Linked DNA regions of Sus scrofa: region 2 is linked to region 1. The links are chromatin contacts, called in public HiChIP or PLAC-seq maps. All regions are on one chromosome and are shown on one strand. Each heading gives the region's core, a stretch centred on a gene start, on an enhancer-like site or on the middle of the called end of the contact. The rest is flanking DNA. Distances are from core to core; before and after follow the strand shown.

Region 1 (4,103 bases), core at 850-3,349:
GAGGCCCATCCCCGCCGCGTCCTCCCCCCTTTCCCCCCCGCCAGCCGCCCTTCTCCAGGAAATGCCTTGTGCCATCACCTGTCCCACGTGGTCTCGGATGCCCCCGTTGGCCATCATCTTCAGGGTGTGCAAGGCCATCTGCTGGGCCCGAGAGCCATCCTGCGTGAGCCGATGGCTGAGCCAGTAGGAGAACAGGAAGCTCAGGATCACTGCAGACGCCCAGAGAGAGCACGCGGGTGAGAGCATGGAGAGCATGGGGCAGCGAGCAGGGCGATGAGGCCTGTGGCTGGGCTGCCGCTAGGGGTTTGCTCAACAGGCAGTCTTTCTGGACAGGCGGAGGGTCCGCAGGTCCCTGACCGGTCCACCCAGAGGACAGAGGACTGCTATCTAGGTCAGCCATCAGAGGATCCCTGCTAAGACCAAAGTCAGGTCTTCACTCCGATAGCTACCGACACACAGGCTGGGGGTCAGGAGGTCCCAGGCCAGGCAGGAGAGTGCGAGGTTGACAACCAAGACAGGGGTCAGGAGAGCACCGACTTGGGTGGGTCTCGAAAGCCCAGGCCGGGGCTGGCGTGGGCGCAGGGCGAGGGGCACTGACCCGGCGTGGGGAACTTGGGGGCCTCGGCGAAGCCGCCATACTCCTCATCATAGCCCTCGTCCAGCTGTTGAAAGCAGCGGCTGTTCATGGTGGCAGCGGAGGGTGGCAGCTGGCGGTCACCCATGCTGATCTCCGACCGGGCCAGCAGAGCTGTGGTGACACGCTGGCTGTTTTCCAGCAGGGTTTTCTTGTTCTGTTTCCACTGCGGGAGGGTGGAGGGCACACCTGGAGGTCAGCACCGGGTGGGGACCCCTGGCTCCCTCCCCCCCGATCATCACCCCCACCCCCACTCCGCTGTGCCCACCTGCTCCCGAATCCTCAACAACACGGTGCGGAAGCCGACTCGGGTCAAGCCATCCTCAGGGGGGAAATAGGTGCCCCCCACAAAGGGCTGTAGGTTGGGAGTCAACCACACACTCATGGGCCAGCCCCCACCACTGCTGGTGGCCTGGCAGAGAGAGGGCAAGAGTGAGGGGGGCGGCACCGTGGGCCCGGGCCACCCCCCTCCAGGGGAAGACCACGCACCTGCACGAAGGTCATGTACACCTTGTCCACATCTGGCCGCTCCTCCCGGTCCACCTTCACGCTGACAAAGTCCTCACTGAGCAGGCGGCCAATCTCCTCATTCTGGAAGGACTCCTCCTCCATCATGTGGCACCAGTGGCAGGTGGAGTATCCCACTGGAATGGGGCCATGGGGGCGGGGGAGGGGGGGCCAGTGATGGGCACAGGAGGGCCAGCCAAGCGCCCCCCCCCTCGCTGGGCTGAAGACACCCTGACCTCTAGTTTCCTGGGAGGCCCCCAGGCCCAGAAGACCCTTCCCCTACCCCCCATCCATCACTACTTCCCACCGCCCATCGCAGGGAAGGGGGGTACAGTACCTGAAAGGAAAATTGGCTTGTTTTCTTTCCTGGCCTTGTCAAAGGCTTCCTGTCCCCAGGGGTACCTGGGCCCGACAGGGTGGGGCATCACTCACTAGCCTGGGCCGAGGGGGGGGGGAGGGAGGGGCGGGCGGGATAGGAGGGGCTGAGGGTCCAGCTGCCCCGGGAGGCCTCAGGAGAGGGACTCACCAGTCCACAGGGTTGTAGGCATGCTGCAGGAGATACGGTGACTTCTCATTGATCAGGCGGTTGGGGGTCTTCTGGGGCGCGGACTGGGAGCAGTTGGTCCTGCTCCCTTTCCCTCCGGCAGGCATGGGCACTGAACTGCTGACTGTCACGCTGCGGTCCTTGTCCCGGGGGGAGCTACCCCTGGCACGAGCAGGTGGGTCAGGCTCAGAGGTTCCCCCCAACCTCCCCCTACACCTACCCCAGAGCCCCGTCCCACCCCACCTTGCCCTCTGGCATCCCTCCTGGAAGCTCCAGCTCCCAGCCCAACCCACCTTTCTGAACCACGGGGGAGACCGTGGCCTTTGTGCTCCCCCTTGTGTTTTGGGGGGGGTGAAGAAAGGTGGCTCATTGGGGGCTCCCTGCCAGGTTCGTCTCCCCCAAACTCTCAGACCTGGTGGTGGGAAGGGTGATGGCTGTGAGGTCAGGGCGGGTCACAATGGGCAGAACGGTCCTTCTGGCTCCATTCTCTCCCCCTAAGTGGGCCCCGCCCCAGGTGGCCGTGCTGGACGGGTCTCTCTGGAATGCCCGGGTGTGTGTGTCTGGGCAGGAAGGCTGCCCACTGCTGGGTCTGGGACTGCACCGGGTGAGGGGCAAGCAGAAGAAAATTGACACCCAGGACTTCCTCACTCAACATCCACCAACAGGGCACTTCCAGGGGGCCAGGTCCTGTGCCAGACCCTCACGACCCCCAAAGACTCAGAAATTGATTTCAAGGGGCTCAGCCTGGGCAGGTGGCACTGTGGGGCAGACCGAAATAATGACAGAGCCCCGCAGCAATGAGGACTGTGACAGGCCAGCCCAGCAGGGTGTTGTTGGACAAAGACCCTTGACCCAGCATCAGGGTTCAAGGAAGGCTTCCTGGAGGTGGTGTCAGAACAGAGTCCCCGCAGCTGGCGGGGAGGACAGGAGGGCGTTAATGCCCTGGGCCAGGTGGCAGGACAGGGCTTGAGGGTGGGGAGAATGCAGGCATGAAGGGGTTGGCCGGGCAGGCGCTGGGGACCAAAGTGGGACGACTGGCCCAAGGGCACCCCTCGCCCGCCCGTACCTGAGGCTCGCGACGAGGCCCGGCCCGGCGCGGGGCAGCAGGAGGCCGCGGCACCGCCAGGCCCGCGCGCCCAGCATGGCTGCTGACGGCCGTGGGCTGGGACGCCGCGGACAGGAAAGGCGAGCGGGACGGAGGCTGCGAGGGGCGGGCCCGGGCACGGACTCAGCCGCTGCGCGTCTTCGCCAAAACAGCGGGCCGCGTGGCTGGTCTCCGAGCGCCGCTCGGTGGCCGGTCGCGGGACTGCAGGCCGGATAGCCCGGGTTTGGGAGGAGGTCTGTGCCCAGAACGGGGGCGCCCTGGGCTGGACCTCAAACAGCAGCCTGCGCTGGGATAACCCTCCTGAGGAGAACTGGAGGGCTGTGAGGATGCCAGGGCTGTGGAACACCAGAGCCTCTGGTCATTTTGTCTAACCTTGCCTGTTTTTTTGTTTTTTGTTTTTTGTTTGTTTTGTCTTTTTGCCATTTCTTGGGCTGCTCCCACGGCATATGGAGGTTCCCAGGCTAGGGGTCTAATCGGAGCCGTAGCTGCCAGCCTACGCCACAGCCACAACAACACGGGATCCGAGCCATGTCTGCACCCTACACCACAGCTCACAGCAACGCCGCATCCTTAACCCACTGAACAAGGCCAGGGATGGAACCCACAATCTCATGGTTCCTAGTTGGATTCATTAACCACTGAGCCACAACGGGAACTCCAAACTACAAGTTCACTTTTTTTTTTCCCTTGCCTGTTTTATAAATGAGAAATGAAGCAAGAGGCAAAGCTGTGGCTTGTCCAGGTGCTCCAGGCCAGTCAGCTTCCCCCTTGTTCTGCCTCTCCACCTCAACGTCCTGCTCAAATCCCACCTCCTCCAGGAAGCCTTCCCTGAATCATAATGACGAGCCAACTTTACGTCCTATTAGATACTTGGCATAACTCACGTGTTGCATTCAGTCAATATTGACCAAGGACCCACCACCTACCGGGCCCTCTGTAAGGTACAGTGGTCAACAGAGAAAGCCAGGCCCCTGCCCTTGTGTTCCTCAGAGTCAGATGAGGGAGGAAGAAGCGAATCCAACAGTCATACTCATGAATGCACAACCACCTACTTCGAGAAGTGCCATGACTCGGTGTCACAAGGAACCTGGTCTGGTGGGAGAGACAGGGGAAGAAGGCCTCCCTGAGGAAGTCACATTTGTGTGGCAGCCTTTGAAGAACCAAAGGATGGAATCTGGGGAGGGCATGGGGGAAATGCTGGGGAAGCAGGAGGAACAGACATGCAAAGGCCCGGTGGCAGCACAGTGAGTCAGGGCTGAGGAACAGCAGAAGCCAGCCTGGCAGCAGGACAGAGAGCGTAGAGAAGAGAGTAG
Region 2 (4,503 bases), core at 1,170-3,669, 91 kb before region 1:
TGCGGGTTCGATCCCTGGCCTTGCTCAGTAGGTGAAGGATCCGGTGTTGCCATGAGCTGTGGTGTAGGTCACAGACGTGGTTTGGATCTGGCATTACTGTGGCTGTGGCTGTGGCTACAGCTCCGATTCGACCCCTAGCCTGGGAACCTCCATATGCCACAGGTGCGGCCCTAAAAAAAAAAAAAAAAGAGGAAGAAGATGGAAAGTGCTAAGACACGGGGGTCAGGAAGAGGAGAGGTCAGTGTCCTTGTCATTTGATGCATCCCCTTGAACCTCACATATAGATGACCTGACTCCCATGGACTCCAAGGTTCTCAGAGAAGATACACGTGTCTCAGGAACAAGAAATTCAGGCATGAGAGAGTCCCAGAAGCCCAAAAGTACACAGTCAGGGAATGACAAAGTTGAAACCATATCTCAGAATCCTGATTCCAAGTCGAGCACTCTGTAGCTGATTGTTGCGTGACCTTGACAAGTTCATTTTTTCAGTTTTCCCAGCTCTTTAATGAGGGGCTGGGCCAGCTACCCCAAGCCCCCAAGCTCTGACATTCTTGGATTCCACAGTATCATGGAAGGGTAGAGAAACCCTATCATGGGATCAAGAAAGGAGCCTTGAGTTCCCAGACTTCTGGTCCCTCAAAGCCTGTTTCTGGGCAATCCTAAGTTCTCAAGGTTAACTACACACTCAGGAACAGGGAGTCCTTGAACTTGAGGCATGGTCACATCTGCCCCCTTGATTTACAAGTCTTCTCCCTGGCCACCTCAGACACCCCAACTGTGCCGCAACAGCCAAGTTCAAGTGGCAATGAGAAAAAGTCTACTCATGAGCCAACGGGGCAACCTCTGGACTCTGGAAACAAGTGACCAGGCCAGGCTGGATGACAAATAGGGTTCCTGTGGCAAGAAGGGCAGCAGCAGAGAAGTTGCATCATCTCTGATCAACCATGTAGTGATCTCCATGGCTCTCTTTCTGGGTTACTAAAAGGTTAATTTTACTCTAACCATTTAGTTAAATGGTATTCTATTGCCCGAAATGTCAGACATCCATTTAAGCCCTTCAGTCCAGCCCAAACACAACCTGAGAGCGGGGTGTCTGACTATACGCTCACACTTACATACACACATGCACACACACATCTACACAAGCACTCACTCATGAATAACACTCAGTGGGTGTGCGCGCGGGTGCGCGCACGCGCGCGCGCACACACACACACACACACACACACACACTCACACACGCATGCATGCGACCTCCCCCTCCCCAAGCACATACATACAAATACCTGAAATGGAGAAATGATTTAGGCATTGGGATTCAGAGGCCCTGGATTTGAGAGCAGCCTATGCTGGGCAGCTCCCATAGGACCACTGACAAGCCCCTTGAGTCTGAGCGCATCCGTGAAACAGAGACACACCACTACTTGCCTCCCAGAGCTGCAATGATGATCAAGGGAGCTGCCTGTGAACAGGTTTTGAAAGCTGTAAGGAAGCTCTTGGGCTTTCTACACGGAGAGCACCTGAACTATGCTGAGGGTCTGGAGTCAGCAGCCTGAAAAGCAGCCTGATGTCTTAGAAAAGGGTCCGGCATATGAGCAGAAGGCCCACTTTGGTATCCCAGCCCTGTTTTCCTCTAACTGGCTTTGAGCAAGTCTCCTCCTCTCTCTGGGCCTTTCTCCATCTATAAAAGGGGAGGGTTGGACCAGGAAATCCTGATATCTTGCACCTGTAAGGGCCTGCCTCCAGAGTGAGGTCTGCCTCTCCCTCCTGACGCTGGGGCGGTGAGGATCAGCCAGTCTCTGGTGGCTCTGCCCGGAGCAGGAACCCTTTCCAAGAAGGCAGGAACCCTTGAAGAAGGGGGAAGCCCAGTAGACCCCGCCTCCCAAAGCACCTGGTTGAACAGGTGTGGGGATGGGCATCCAAGCCCTCGTCCAAGGGGCCAGTGCTGAAGGATCAACAGGATCTAGTAACCGGGAAATGCCCCTTCTGCAGCCTGCAGTCAGTCCCAGAGAGGGATGTGAGTGAGGTGGCAAGTGTGGGCACCTTCTGATTCCGAGCTGCCACCCACCGTGCCAGCAGGAAGCCTAGCACCTGGCTTTCCCAGGCTCGCCCATGTGGCTGGGGAAACCCGAAGCAGATTTCCCCGACCACGAGGGAACCGGCACTGGGCGACGCCGCGAGACCCGTTCCCGGCATCGCATCGCCACTCCCCGGGCTAAGGGCTCGCTGGTGCTCCCTCGTGGTCCCGGGACACCTCCTTACCCAGAACTTGGAGCTGAACTCCCCGGAGCCGCAAAGAGCGTCCATGGGGCCGGGGTTCGGCGACGAGGACGGCGAGAATGAAAACGGTGGCCTTCCAACCCGGGACAGACCCAGCAGCTGCCCAGAGCCGCCTCCGCCCGGCGCTCCGCCCCCGGGCCCGCCCTTCCCAGCCCCACCTCCAGGCTCTTTGGGTCGAATTGCGGTAGCACCTCCCTGAAACTGCAGCTCGGTGGGGGCCCTGGACACAAGGACCACCCCTTCCGGGGACCGCTGGGCCTCGCGGGAGAGGTACCCCTCCAGATACGGAGGCAGATCCAGTGGGAGCAGGGTCTGCCCAAGGGGCACACGCGGCTCTCCCAGGGAAGACGTTTGCGGTGGGGAGGGAGGGCCCCCCTCCCAGGAGTCAAGGGACATGCAGAGGGACAGCGCGAGACTCCTTCCTTCCGTGAATAAATGCTTGATAAGCTTACATTCATCTCTGGAGGTCAGTCTCCTCATCTGTGAAATGGGAAGAACTTGTGTGCCCTGACAACCCAGAGGCTATCTCTTCCCCACAGGTTGTCCAGGAAATGACAGACACCAACACACAATGTGTGTGTGTGTGTGTGTGTGTGTGTGTGTGTGTCTGTGTGTGTGTGTGTGTGTGCGCCCGCTTGCCAAAGGAGAGAGGGGTGGGAGGGGATCCCAGCACCATCCAAACAGTGGCTTCCCATGATCCTCTTAAATTGCCGCCTGGCCACATTTCCGTCCCTCCCTGATCTTGAGCCTGCTGCTTCAGCAGCCTCGGTGCTTCCACTTTCACTTCTGCAAAACAAGGATAATCACAGTACCTATATCACAGGGTTACTCTGAGGATGAAACGGGAAAGCTATGCTAAGCGTCAGCATATCTCTGGCACACTTGGTAGGCACCCAACCCAACACGTAGTAGCTTCCTCTGCTTCTGCCTGGTTAGGGTGGCAGAGGGGCAGGTGAGGCCCCAAGAAAAGCCCCACATCAACACACTCCTCCTAAGCCTGAGTCTCCACATTTCCAATCTGTGAAATGGGTTTGGGGTCAATGGCCTCCTTCCCCTGCTTTGGCCCCGGCTTGGCCATGCTGGGATCCCTCCCTCCCTCCATCTCTCACTCTTCCTGTCATCCTCTCTTCCCTAATGGGATCCCAGAAGCCAGTTCACTACCCCTCTTGGGGTTGAGAAGGAATCTTCCATTCCCCCAGCAGCTCTTCCTCCAGCCCATCTCTCCCCTGCCCTTGCCGTCCAACTTTGTCCCTGTCTGTAGGGTCTGCCCAGGTGATCCTTTCCGGGGCACCGATCCCCAAGAGAAGGTGTTTTTTCCTTGGTGGCTCAGCAGCAGGTGTAGGTGGCTGCCAGCAAGATAGCACAGCAGGAGTTGCCATCGTGGCACAGCAGAAATGAATCTGACTAGGAACCATGAGGTTGCGGGTTCGATCCCTGGCCTCGCTTAGTAGGTTGAGGATCTGGCGTTGCCGCAAGCTGTGGTGTAGGTCACAGACACAGCTTGGATCTGGTTGCTGTGGCTGTGGCATAGGCTGGAAGCTGTAGCTTCGATTTGACCCCTAGCCTGGGAACCTCCATATGCTGCAGGTGATGCCCTAAAAAAGAAAAAAAAAAAAAAAAGCACAGCAGCAGCAGCCACCTCTGGGCAGGCAGGAAATCTCTTCTGCCAAGGGCTATCAGAATACAGATCTGAGCCATCATGAGGTCTGGGATGGGAGCCAGGGGGTCAAGGCTCCTCCTCCCCAGGAAGTAGGACTGGGGGCCTTTCCCCCATCCCTGGGCAAGTGCTCTCAGCCCTTTGTCTGCCCCCCTTCCCTCCCCGGCCCCACCTCCCAGCCCCCCTCCGTCTCTGAGGCAGGCTTTACAGAGCTTTCACAGCCTTGTCACAGTGTGCATTGGGTTATATTTAGTTGTGAAGGTTCTGTCTTCCCTGCCAGTCTGAAGGGTCCCCCAGGGCAGGGATCGACTGAGTCCCTTCCAATCCCCCTCCACGCCTCCAGCAGAGCCTTTCCTATACTGTGCGACACACCCCTGGATGTGTCTGGGACTGTTTCTTGAGCATTTTGGCACGGCACCATCTAAGCTCTCTTCCTGTTCTGATGATCTAGGCTTCTATGGTGAGCCGCTGGGACTCCTCCGCCCAGCTTTTCTCTAAGTTTGGGGCCAGGACTCTTGGGTTCTGTCTTCAGCCCTGGGGCTGCAGCACCATCCCCTTTGGCCCCA

The links. HiChIP or PLAC-seq counts read pairs in DNA pulled down with a chosen protein or histone mark.
Region 2: a contact with region 1 is called in an H3K27ac HiChIP or PLAC-seq map of alveolar macrophages. The contact joins the promoter of ABCC3 here to the promoter of SPATA20 in region 1. A contact is called at or near these places in 2 of 5 promoter capture datasets (fetal liver and fetal skeletal muscle) and 1 of 2 datasets of contacts at active chromatin or transcription factors (alveolar macrophages).

What each region holds. Positions count from the first base shown.
Region 1 is chr12:26,827,482-26,831,584 of Sscrofa11.1, reverse strand. It overlaps SPATA20 (spermatogenesis associated 20), which reads right to left and starts at 2,099. Exons shown (of 16, transcript NM_001159313.1): 1 at 1,979-2,099; 2 at 1,668-1,847; 3 at 1,479-1,543; 4 at 1,124-1,278; 5 at 903-1,046; 6 at 599-800; 7 at 79-209. The coding sequence starts at 2,055.
Region 2 is chr12:26,918,680-26,923,182 of Sscrofa11.1, reverse strand. It overlaps ABCC3 (canalicular multispecific organic anion transporter 2), which reads right to left and starts at 2,419. Exons shown (of 33, transcript XM_003131575.6): 1 at 2,263-2,419. The coding sequence starts at 2,307.